Regions from separate parts of the Sus scrofa genome. Here regions 1 and 3 are each linked to region 2. A link is a contact called in public HiChIP or PLAC-seq and promoter capture Hi-C data. All regions are on one chromosome and are shown on one strand. The core of a region is the stretch at or near the end of the contact, and the rest is flanking DNA. Distances in the headings are between cores, read along the strand shown.

The links. Promoter capture Hi-C pulls out the DNA fragments that hold promoters and counts their contacts. HiChIP or PLAC-seq counts read pairs in DNA pulled down with a chosen protein or histone mark.
Region 1: an H3K27ac HiChIP or PLAC-seq map of alveolar macrophages shows a contact between it and region 2. The contact joins the enhancer-like site here to the promoter of NAA38 in region 2. A contact is called at or near these places in 2 of 5 promoter capture datasets (fetal liver and liver), 28 of 47 Hi-C or Micro-C datasets (adipocytes, adipose tissue, alveolar macrophages and 16 more) and 2 of 2 datasets of contacts at active chromatin or transcription factors (alveolar macrophages and skeletal muscle).
Region 3: a contact with region 2 is called in a promoter capture Hi-C map of fetal liver, with 2.5 times the contacts expected there. The contact joins the promoter of CNTROB here to the promoter of NAA38 in region 2. A contact is called at or near these places in 2 of 5 promoter capture datasets (fetal liver and liver), 12 of 47 Hi-C or Micro-C datasets (blood, embryonic fibroblasts, fetal skeletal muscle and 5 more) and 2 of 2 datasets of contacts at active chromatin or transcription factors (alveolar macrophages and skeletal muscle).

Annotation. Positions count from the first base shown.
Region 1 is chr12:53,218,633-53,221,332 of Sscrofa11.1, reverse strand. All of the region lies in intron 1 of GUCY2D (retinal guanylyl cyclase 1), which reads right to left. Among named protein-coding and RNA genes, the nearest start is that of GUCY2D, 19 kb to the right of the region's middle. Within about 2 kb of position 1,357, at least 1 of the 83 cell types and tissues checked has an H3K27ac peak or open chromatin away from gene starts, as enhancers often do. A contact at or near this core is called in alveolar macrophages, where this site is marked.
Region 2 is chr12:53,111,115-53,113,814 of Sscrofa11.1, reverse strand. NAA38 (N-alpha-acetyltransferase 38, NatC auxiliary subunit) reads left to right here and starts at 1,328. Exons shown (of 4, transcript XM_013990020.1): 1 at 1,328-1,367; 2 at 1,536-1,872; 3 at 2,063-2,246; 4 at 2,407-2,566. The coding sequence starts at 1,792. The coding sequence ends at 2,519.
Region 3 is chr12:53,179,731-53,182,430 of Sscrofa11.1, reverse strand. It overlaps CNTROB (centrobin), which reads right to left and starts at 1,335. Exons shown (of 19, transcript XM_021066317.1): 1 at 179-1,335. The coding sequence starts at 451. It overlaps TRAPPC1 (trafficking protein particle complex subunit 1), which reads left to right and starts at 1,450. Exons shown (of 5, transcript XM_005657035.3): 1 at 1,450-1,561; 2 at 1,672-1,770; 3 at 1,919-1,989; 4 at 2,328-2,466. The coding sequence starts at 1,672.

The sequences.
Region 1 (2,700 bases), core at 108-2,607, 110 kb before region 2:
TCCATCTACAGATGAACGGATAAAGAAGATGTGGTGTATATGCACAGTGGAATACTACTCAGCCATAAAAAAGAATGCAAATTTTGCCATGTGCAGCAACGTGGATGGACTTGGAAGGCATTATGCTAAGTGGAGTACGTCAGAGAAGTGTATGATATCACTTACATGTGACATCTGAAAAATACAACAAACTAGTGAATAGAACCAAAAACAAGCAGACTCACAGATACAGGGAACAAAATAAAGGTTACCTGTGGGGAAGGGGTATGGGGAGGGGTAAGAGAGGGGTAGGGGGTTCCAAGGCACAAATTACTATGTATAAAATAAGCTACAAAGACATATTATACAACATAGAGGATATAGTCAATATTTTATTTTATTTTGTCTTTTTAGGGCCTTGCCTGCAGCATATGGAGGTTCCCAGGCTAGGGGTCGAATGGGAGCTATAGCTGCCAGCTTACACCGCAGCCACAGCAAGGCAGGATCTGAGCCATATCTGCGACCTACACCACAGCCCATGGTGTAATGCCAGATCCTTAACCCACTGAGGGAGGCCAGGGATTGAACCTTCATCCTTATGGTTACTAGTCAGATTCATTTCCGCTGAGCCATGATGGGACCTCCCAATATTTTATAATAACTATAAATGGAATATAACCTTGAAAAATTATAGATCACTCACTATATTGTATACTTGTAACTTACATAGTATGTGTATCAACTCTACTTCAATTTAAAAAAAAAGACCTCTGTTTTGACCTCTCCAATACCCACTTTATTCATCCCATTTTTAAATTACCATTTAAACATTTCCACCTTGCTGGGGTGAGTTCTTAACCTCTCCTCTTTACCTTTCCCCAATCTCCTACAAAGCAGCCCAATTTTCTTTTCTATCTGTTGTTTCATCATAGTTTTTGCCAGTGGTAGTGGCATGAGGCTAGCAGCTCTAACTCAGGCTGGCTGGAATTCAAGTCTGGCCCAGTAAGGTGCACCTGCCACCCTGCCTCGCTTTCATTTTAGCTATTATGGAAAACAACAGCCAAGAGAATGTTTCTTGTTACACTGTATTTCCTCATGCATGAGCCAGCTGCTCAGGAATTAAATCCATTATGTCAAAATTCTATTGGTAACTGTTTTGTGTGTTTTGCTTTGGTTTTTGGCCACACCCTCGGCAGCATGTGGAAGTTCCTGGGCCAGGGATCAAACTTGAACCGCAGCTGCAACCTATGCCAGATCCTTAACCCACTGTGTCACACTGGGAACTCCCTCTAGGTAACTTTTGCCTGGAGTAACTGATCAGCTTCAGCTGCTGTTCCATATCATGAGTGACTGGTAGTCATCCAGAGATCAAAAGTTCATCAGCCCCCTTCCTTCCTCTTTCCAAACCACATGTTTCAGTGAGTCAGGGTCATTCTAGAGAATCCCACTTGTGAGGCCAACTGCGAAAGGTTAGGCCACTTTTCCCTGCAGTCCCTACAAAGGACTGTCCTCCATATTGACGCTAATTGCAAGTTTGGGGATTCGCCAAACCACCCTCAGTTTCTACCATCCACTAGAAGGACCCACAGAACACTCTGAAAGCAGCTGTACTCATGGCTGCAGATTATCACAGAGAAAGGCTACAGATTAAAATCAGCCAAGGGAAGAGATGCACAGGACAGAGACCAGAGGATCCGGTGTGGAGATGCCATTGTTCTCCCCCTGTGGAGTCACGTCAGTGCCAGCTCCTTCCAGCTATGATATGTGACAGTACACACAGACTACTGCCAACCAGAGAAGATTACCCAAGCCTTGGTACCCAGAGTTTTTACTGGAACTCAATCACATATTGCCCACATGGCTGACCTTTCGTCTTCAGCTCTCCTGGAGATCAGGCTCATATCTTTATTGCCTTTTTTGGGGGGGGCATACTCTCAGCATACGCAAGTTCCAAGCCTAGGGGTAGAATTTGAACTGCAGCTCATGGCCTATGCCACAGCCACAGCCACACCAGATCTGAGCCACATCTGTGGCCTACACCACAGCTCATGGCAACACAGGATCCTTAACCCACTGAGCAGGTCAGGAATCGAACCTGCATCCTCATGGATACTAGTCGGATTCGTTTCTGCTGTGCCCCAACAAGAACTCCCAGGCTGTTATCTTTAGTTTCCAGTCCCTCTAGAAGCAGAACGGATACCATTATCTCCACCAAAAGACACTATCGTAAATCACACTGTTAGACTGTGCCTTCACTACGCAAGTAGGCAAATTTTCTCAAATAGAATAACAAAAGGTATGAACCATAGAACGACTACTAACATGTAAATTCTCGAAATAAAAACCGTGCTCTTCAAAAGTATCTTAAGAAAATGAAAAGACAAGTCAGAGACAGGGAGAAAATATTTTGAATATATAGAGTATTTGACAAAAGACTTGTGTTCAGAATATGTAAAGAACCTCACAACTCAGTAAGGAGACAAATGACCCCAATAAATAATGGGCAAAAAATGTGAAGAGACCCTTCACAAAAGAAGAAACGAGTGGTTAACGGGCACATGGAAAAAATGTTTAACGTCTTTAGCTATTGCGGTGATGCACGTAAAAACCTGCCCTGAGGTACCACTACCCGCATTAGCACGGCTACGATGCAAAAAGTCAAAAGAAGTTGTTGAAGAGGATGTGGAGCAACTGGACTCACAATTCACTGCTGGGAAGAAA
Region 2 (2,700 bases), core at 79-2,578:
CAGAGTGCTTCCCTTGGCCGATAGTGGCTTAAGGCATTCCACAGTCCCAGAAATAAAGATGGAGCTCCAGCATGCAATGAATGGCCCCCAAATCCTACCAGCCTTTAGGGCAGCCACTTCTAATAAACAGTTGGCCCTAAAGTCACTGCCCCCTCACCTCATCTCCACAATAGAGCAGGCTAATAAGAGAGTCCACCTGCAACTGCTGTTCAAAATTCAACATGAACTTGGGAGGACCAAACTACGACGCCCAAACTACCCTGGACTTCTGAGGGAGTCTCTCACACCTTGTGGCTCAGCCACTCCTCGAATTGCTAACCCCGGGGACCTACATGGTCGTCTTCTTCCCTTGGTCACCCGTAAAAGCGGAAAAAAAATACAGCTGCCACTAGTTACGGAGAGCTGCTGGCCTGCAGATCTGCGAGGAGGTTTGCTGGGACTCCCAGTTCCTTCTCACCTGCCCCCAGGCACCAGTTCTCACCTCCAGCGTGTGTTCCTGCGACGTGAGCGTGTTAATGATGCGGATAGTCCGGGTCTTGGCGGACAGCCGCCCCACCTCGTAACGCGACCCCTGCCACCAAGGCTTCCCGAAATCATTGGCCCAGTCCGAACGCGGCAGCTGAGGTGGCACGTGCAGAAAGCGGCCCCAGGGGGTGCGGTATCTCAGGCAACCGGTCAGCGGATCTATGTGCTTGCGGATCTTTAAAGTAGGGTTTGGCGGAGGGGGGTCTGAGCAGTCACTATCTCGGGCTCCGGTCAGCCCCTCCGCCTCGTCCCCGCTCTACAGTGCCCCTCCCCCCAACCCCAGGTTCCAGCAGAACTCACGTCTCCGGTGTCTGGGTCGAACCAGTGGCTGATGTCCTGGCCCGCAACTTCCACGATGGGTTTCAGCAGCAGGTCTCCTGGGAAGGGGCATTCGTGTCAGTGCTAGACACCCAAGAACCAAGCACCCCCAAACGCACGCCCGACGCCGGCCCAAAAGTGCAGCCCTTACCCTTGTACTCCTGTGCCAACGGCGTCAGGTCGTACACGTTTCCCAGGTAAGACACCCAGAGGTCTTCCAGCTGGTTGTGTTGGGCCACCTCGGCCGGCGTGAAATAGCGACGCTGGAAATACTCAAAGTCTGGCCCGGCCACTAGGCCCCGGCGCAGCATGGCTCTCGCCCTCTCACCGGCTCCTTCAGTTGCGCTCTTGCTTTTCAGCGCGCACTCACTACCGCATCCTCCCTCTCGTCCGGGAACTAAGGAGAGGGCGTTTATCCGCTGACATGGAAACCATTGTCCTTTTCCGGCCACCGTCTGTCAAGATCAGACGCTGTGAGGGCGAGGTGGGGCTCACGGGAAACGTGGTCCGATTCCGACGTTGAAGTAATTGAGTGGTGTCCTCCGGAGTTCCGGGGGGAGGAAAAGACCCTCCGTTTTAATTTTGAGTGGCCTGGGCTATAGGGAGTGCTTGGGACGTACTATCTCGCGAGGCAGAAAAACAAGGGAGTGGGGAGTGCGATTAAGAAAAAAGGTATTCTCGCTTCCTTCCAGGGTTCCTAAAGGATATGTAAGAACCGAGAGAGGTGAAAACTTCTCGCGATATCTGAGGACATCCGGCGACCTAGACCTCAGCGAGCCGTTCGCCGAAGCAGGAGACGCTCGCGAGATCTCTGCAGTTGCCGAGGAGACGAGGAGGGGAGGTGATCTCGCGAAAGAAAACAGGTCGGGAGCGCTCGCGAGATCTCAGACCCCCCGGAGCCGAAAGGTTCTCAGCAAGTTGAAGGGCCTGGAGGAGGCCCGCGGACAAATGGCCGGAGCTGGACCAACTATGCTGCTACGAGAGGAGAATGGCTGTTGCAGCCGGCGTCAAAGCAGCTCCAGCGCCGGGGTTAGCGCGGGCTCGGGTTCTGGGATTGAGGGGCCGTCGGGGAGTAAAGTGGGAGGACGGAGGGAGAACTGCAGCTCCCGGCAGCCTCTGGGCTTCCTGCGAGCGCCCCGCGGGCTGTTGGGAGCTGTGGTTCCTCGGGCGGGCAGCAGCCGGGGCGGTGCGGTCTGAGCACATGTCCCGCCCCGCGCAGGACTCAGACGGGGAGCGCGAAGACTCGCCGTCTGCGCGCGCTAGGCAGCAGCTGGAGGCGCTGCTCAACAAGACTATGCGGATTCGCATGACAGATGGACGGACACTGGTCGGTTGCTTCCTCTGCACCGACCGCGACTGCAATGTTATCCTAGGCTCGGCGCAGGAGTTCCTCAAGCCGTCGGGTCAGTGCCTGGGGAATGCATACCCGCCTGGGAATGCCTCGGAGCATTTCCCCTTCAGGGCCTGGCTGTATCCCTCATTTTCGGGGGCCAGAAGCTGTAGCTCAGAAGGGGCGGGACCGACGCTGGCCTGCCTCCCTGATGCTCTGATCCTTCTTTCCAGATTCCTTCTCTGCCGGGGAACCCCGTGTGCTGGGCCTAGCTATGGTACCTGGACACCACATCGTTTCTATTGAGGTGCAAAGAGAGAGCCTGGCGGGGCCTCCCTATCTCTGAGCCCGACCGCGCATGCCTTTCAAACTTCATTAAACCTGTCACTGACATGGCCTGTGTCTGTGTGTGGTTGGGATGCGGGGGGCAAGGATTGCACACCTCCCCCCTAGAGGAAGAAGAGGTTTATCTGAGGTCGGGGGCACTCTCAGCGCTCCTTCCACGTCTAGTGCTGCCAGAGGTGCCC
Region 3 (2,700 bases), core at 86-2,585, 69 kb before region 2:
ACTCGCTCCCTCATAAACATTTGCTTGCTTCCAGGAACCACCACGACTTGACTTGTGTAGCTAAAAGGAATTAGGAATCCAATGATAGGAGTTCAAGTCTCAATACAGCTTTTTTTTTTTTTTTTTTAAACCACACCCAATCCCAAGACTCTAGAGGTGCCCAAAACACTTCCCTCACCTTTTTCTTCAAGTTGTTCTCCAATCCAACCGACAAGCTGCGACTCAGCTCTTGGGCTAAGCCATCTAACACCTCATGAGGAGGTGGGGAGGTGGAGGGTAAATACAACTGAGCTCGGGCTGTGGTCTCTGCCTGACGACTGAGGTGCAAAGACGAATAGAGCTGGGAGGTCACCTCAGAGGATGCCTGGTTCAGCCCCGGAGCTTCTGATGACTCACTCAGGAGATCCTTGGCCCGGAGAGGTGAACTGGGGCTGGTAGCTGATGTTGCCATGAGCACAGGGAAGAGACAACTGGAAACAGCAGAGCTGGGAACTCCTGGTTCTGCTTCAGGAGAGCCCAGGGGGGAAAGTAACGGAGAAGGAAGATGTGGGAGAAAGGAGAAAGCCTCCAAGCAAAGGATCCTTGTCGAATGAGGTTATGGAGGCTTTCTGGTTAGAGGAAAGGTTTCCAACAGTTCCAGAGGCCATGGGAGAGGGCAAAAGAGCTTCTTTCCACAGCTGTGGGGAACGGTGCAAAAGGAGGGTGCAGCAAGGAGGCGGTGGGGACAGAAGACCCACTGCGCGGCAAGAGCACCACTGCAGTTTCTCTGGAGTGTTGAAAGCTGCAGATCAACTTCTGGTACAGGCCATCACACCCAGTGCGTGCAAAGTGAAACGGACCCAAATCTAACTGGGACCCAAATTCCGTCCTGCTGCCTTATTTGCCCCTCAACTGGCTCCAGTCTCAAGAAATGCAGGAACCTCACGTTCCCCACCACCCCACACCCCTCCGCCCACCACCTGTTCTACCCAGGGTCAGCTGTCCTGTACATCCCCTCCAATCCCCCCCAGGAAGAAAGCCATAGCAAGGTTCCCTAGAATCCCTCCCTCCCTACTACCCCAAAGGAAACTTTGCGAACACTCGGTCACGCCCTCAGACGTCCCTAAAAAGTGCGCCGCACTCAACCCAGCCGGAGATCCTCTACCCCCGCCACCCCATTCCAACTACTCTCCACACCTCCAGAACTCAGCCCCGCAGTCTTCCAAGGTGGGGATAAGGGATTGCCCCCTCCCCCGAGCCTCAGCCCGTGAAGACCAAGACAACTCCCTTCTCGCGCCCTTCCCTACACTCAAAACCGTTGGGAGCCTCCCGCCCACCGTCCGCAGCCCCGCCTCGCTCGCCTCGGTGACGTCACCAGCCCAGGAACCCTTGCTCTCAGTCGCCCTCAAAGCTTCTAGAGCCGGACGGCCTAAGCGCGCGTGCGCTGAGCCGCCGGCCGCGGATTGGCTGAGAGAGGCATAGGGGCGGAGTTATTCCTCCGCCGCAGTAGCGTGTGGACCGGGTGGGGCGGGGCTCCGCGGAAACCGGAAGTACCGAGTGACGGGCACTAGGAGCAGTTCCGGTGAGTCCCGGGAAGGGATCCCCGGCCACTTGGAGGGATACCGGACAGAGAACTGGCGCCCACGGAGAGTGGGCGGAGCGGGACCGAGGCTCGTATTCTCTGCCCTGCAGATGACTGTCCACAATCTGTACCTGTTTGACCGGAATGGAGTGTGTCTGCATTACAGCGAGTGGCACCGCAAGAAACAAGCGGGGATCCCCAAGGAGGAGGTGACGAGTGGGCCCCTTGCATCCTGAATGACTTCACATCTCCAAATGCACATAGTCCCAGTCCAGCTCCTCCTCGCCAAGCCCGGCTTGTTCCCATCCCTACCGCGTCTTCTTTAACAAAGAGCTAACTCTGCCCTTCTCCCTCCAGGAGTACAAGCTGATGTACGGGATGCTCTTCTCAATCCGCTCCTTTGTCAGCAAGATGTCCCCGCTAGACATGTACGCAGAGTCAGATGTTGAGGGAGGAGGGAAGTGGGAAGTGGGGAAAACTTTCCGGAGTGGAAGGACATTGGCCTCCAGAGAGGGTAAAGAGACAGAGAGGCTGCATCCGGAGCGGGAGTGCTGGAGCTGGCAGGAGCAGCGGTGGGACCGATCTGAAGCTAGAGAGGTTGGGTGTGGGGGCTAAATTGAGGTGTGAAGATGGGAGGCGTCTTTACTCAACCAGGCTTCTACAAACGATATGTTTAGAGAAGAGGGAGTCGACCTAGAGGGGATCAGAAGTATCTCTTTGGAAGAGATTCTGTTCCCATTTCTTAACATCCTCCTCATCTCTGCAGGAAGGATGGCTTCCTGGCCTTCCAGACTAGCCGTTACAAGCTCCATTACTACGAGACGCCCACTGGGATCAAAGTTGTCATGAATACTGACCTGGGCGTGGGACCCATCCGAGATGTGCTGCACCACATCTACAGTGCGGTCAGTGCCAGTTCCTAAGGCCCTTCCCCCAAAGCTTCAATAGCCATGGTCACTTCGAGCCCGGGAATCCTTCAGCTTCCCTGCCCTAATCCTACTGTACTGTGTCTATTGCAGTCATTGTTTTCTTGGGACCCTTTAGGTCCTTATATACTCCCAGCACCAGTTTCTCCCCAAGAGGGTTTGCCTCCCAGTCCTTGATCCCTGTGCATCCTAAGGTTATACTAGGTTTGGGGT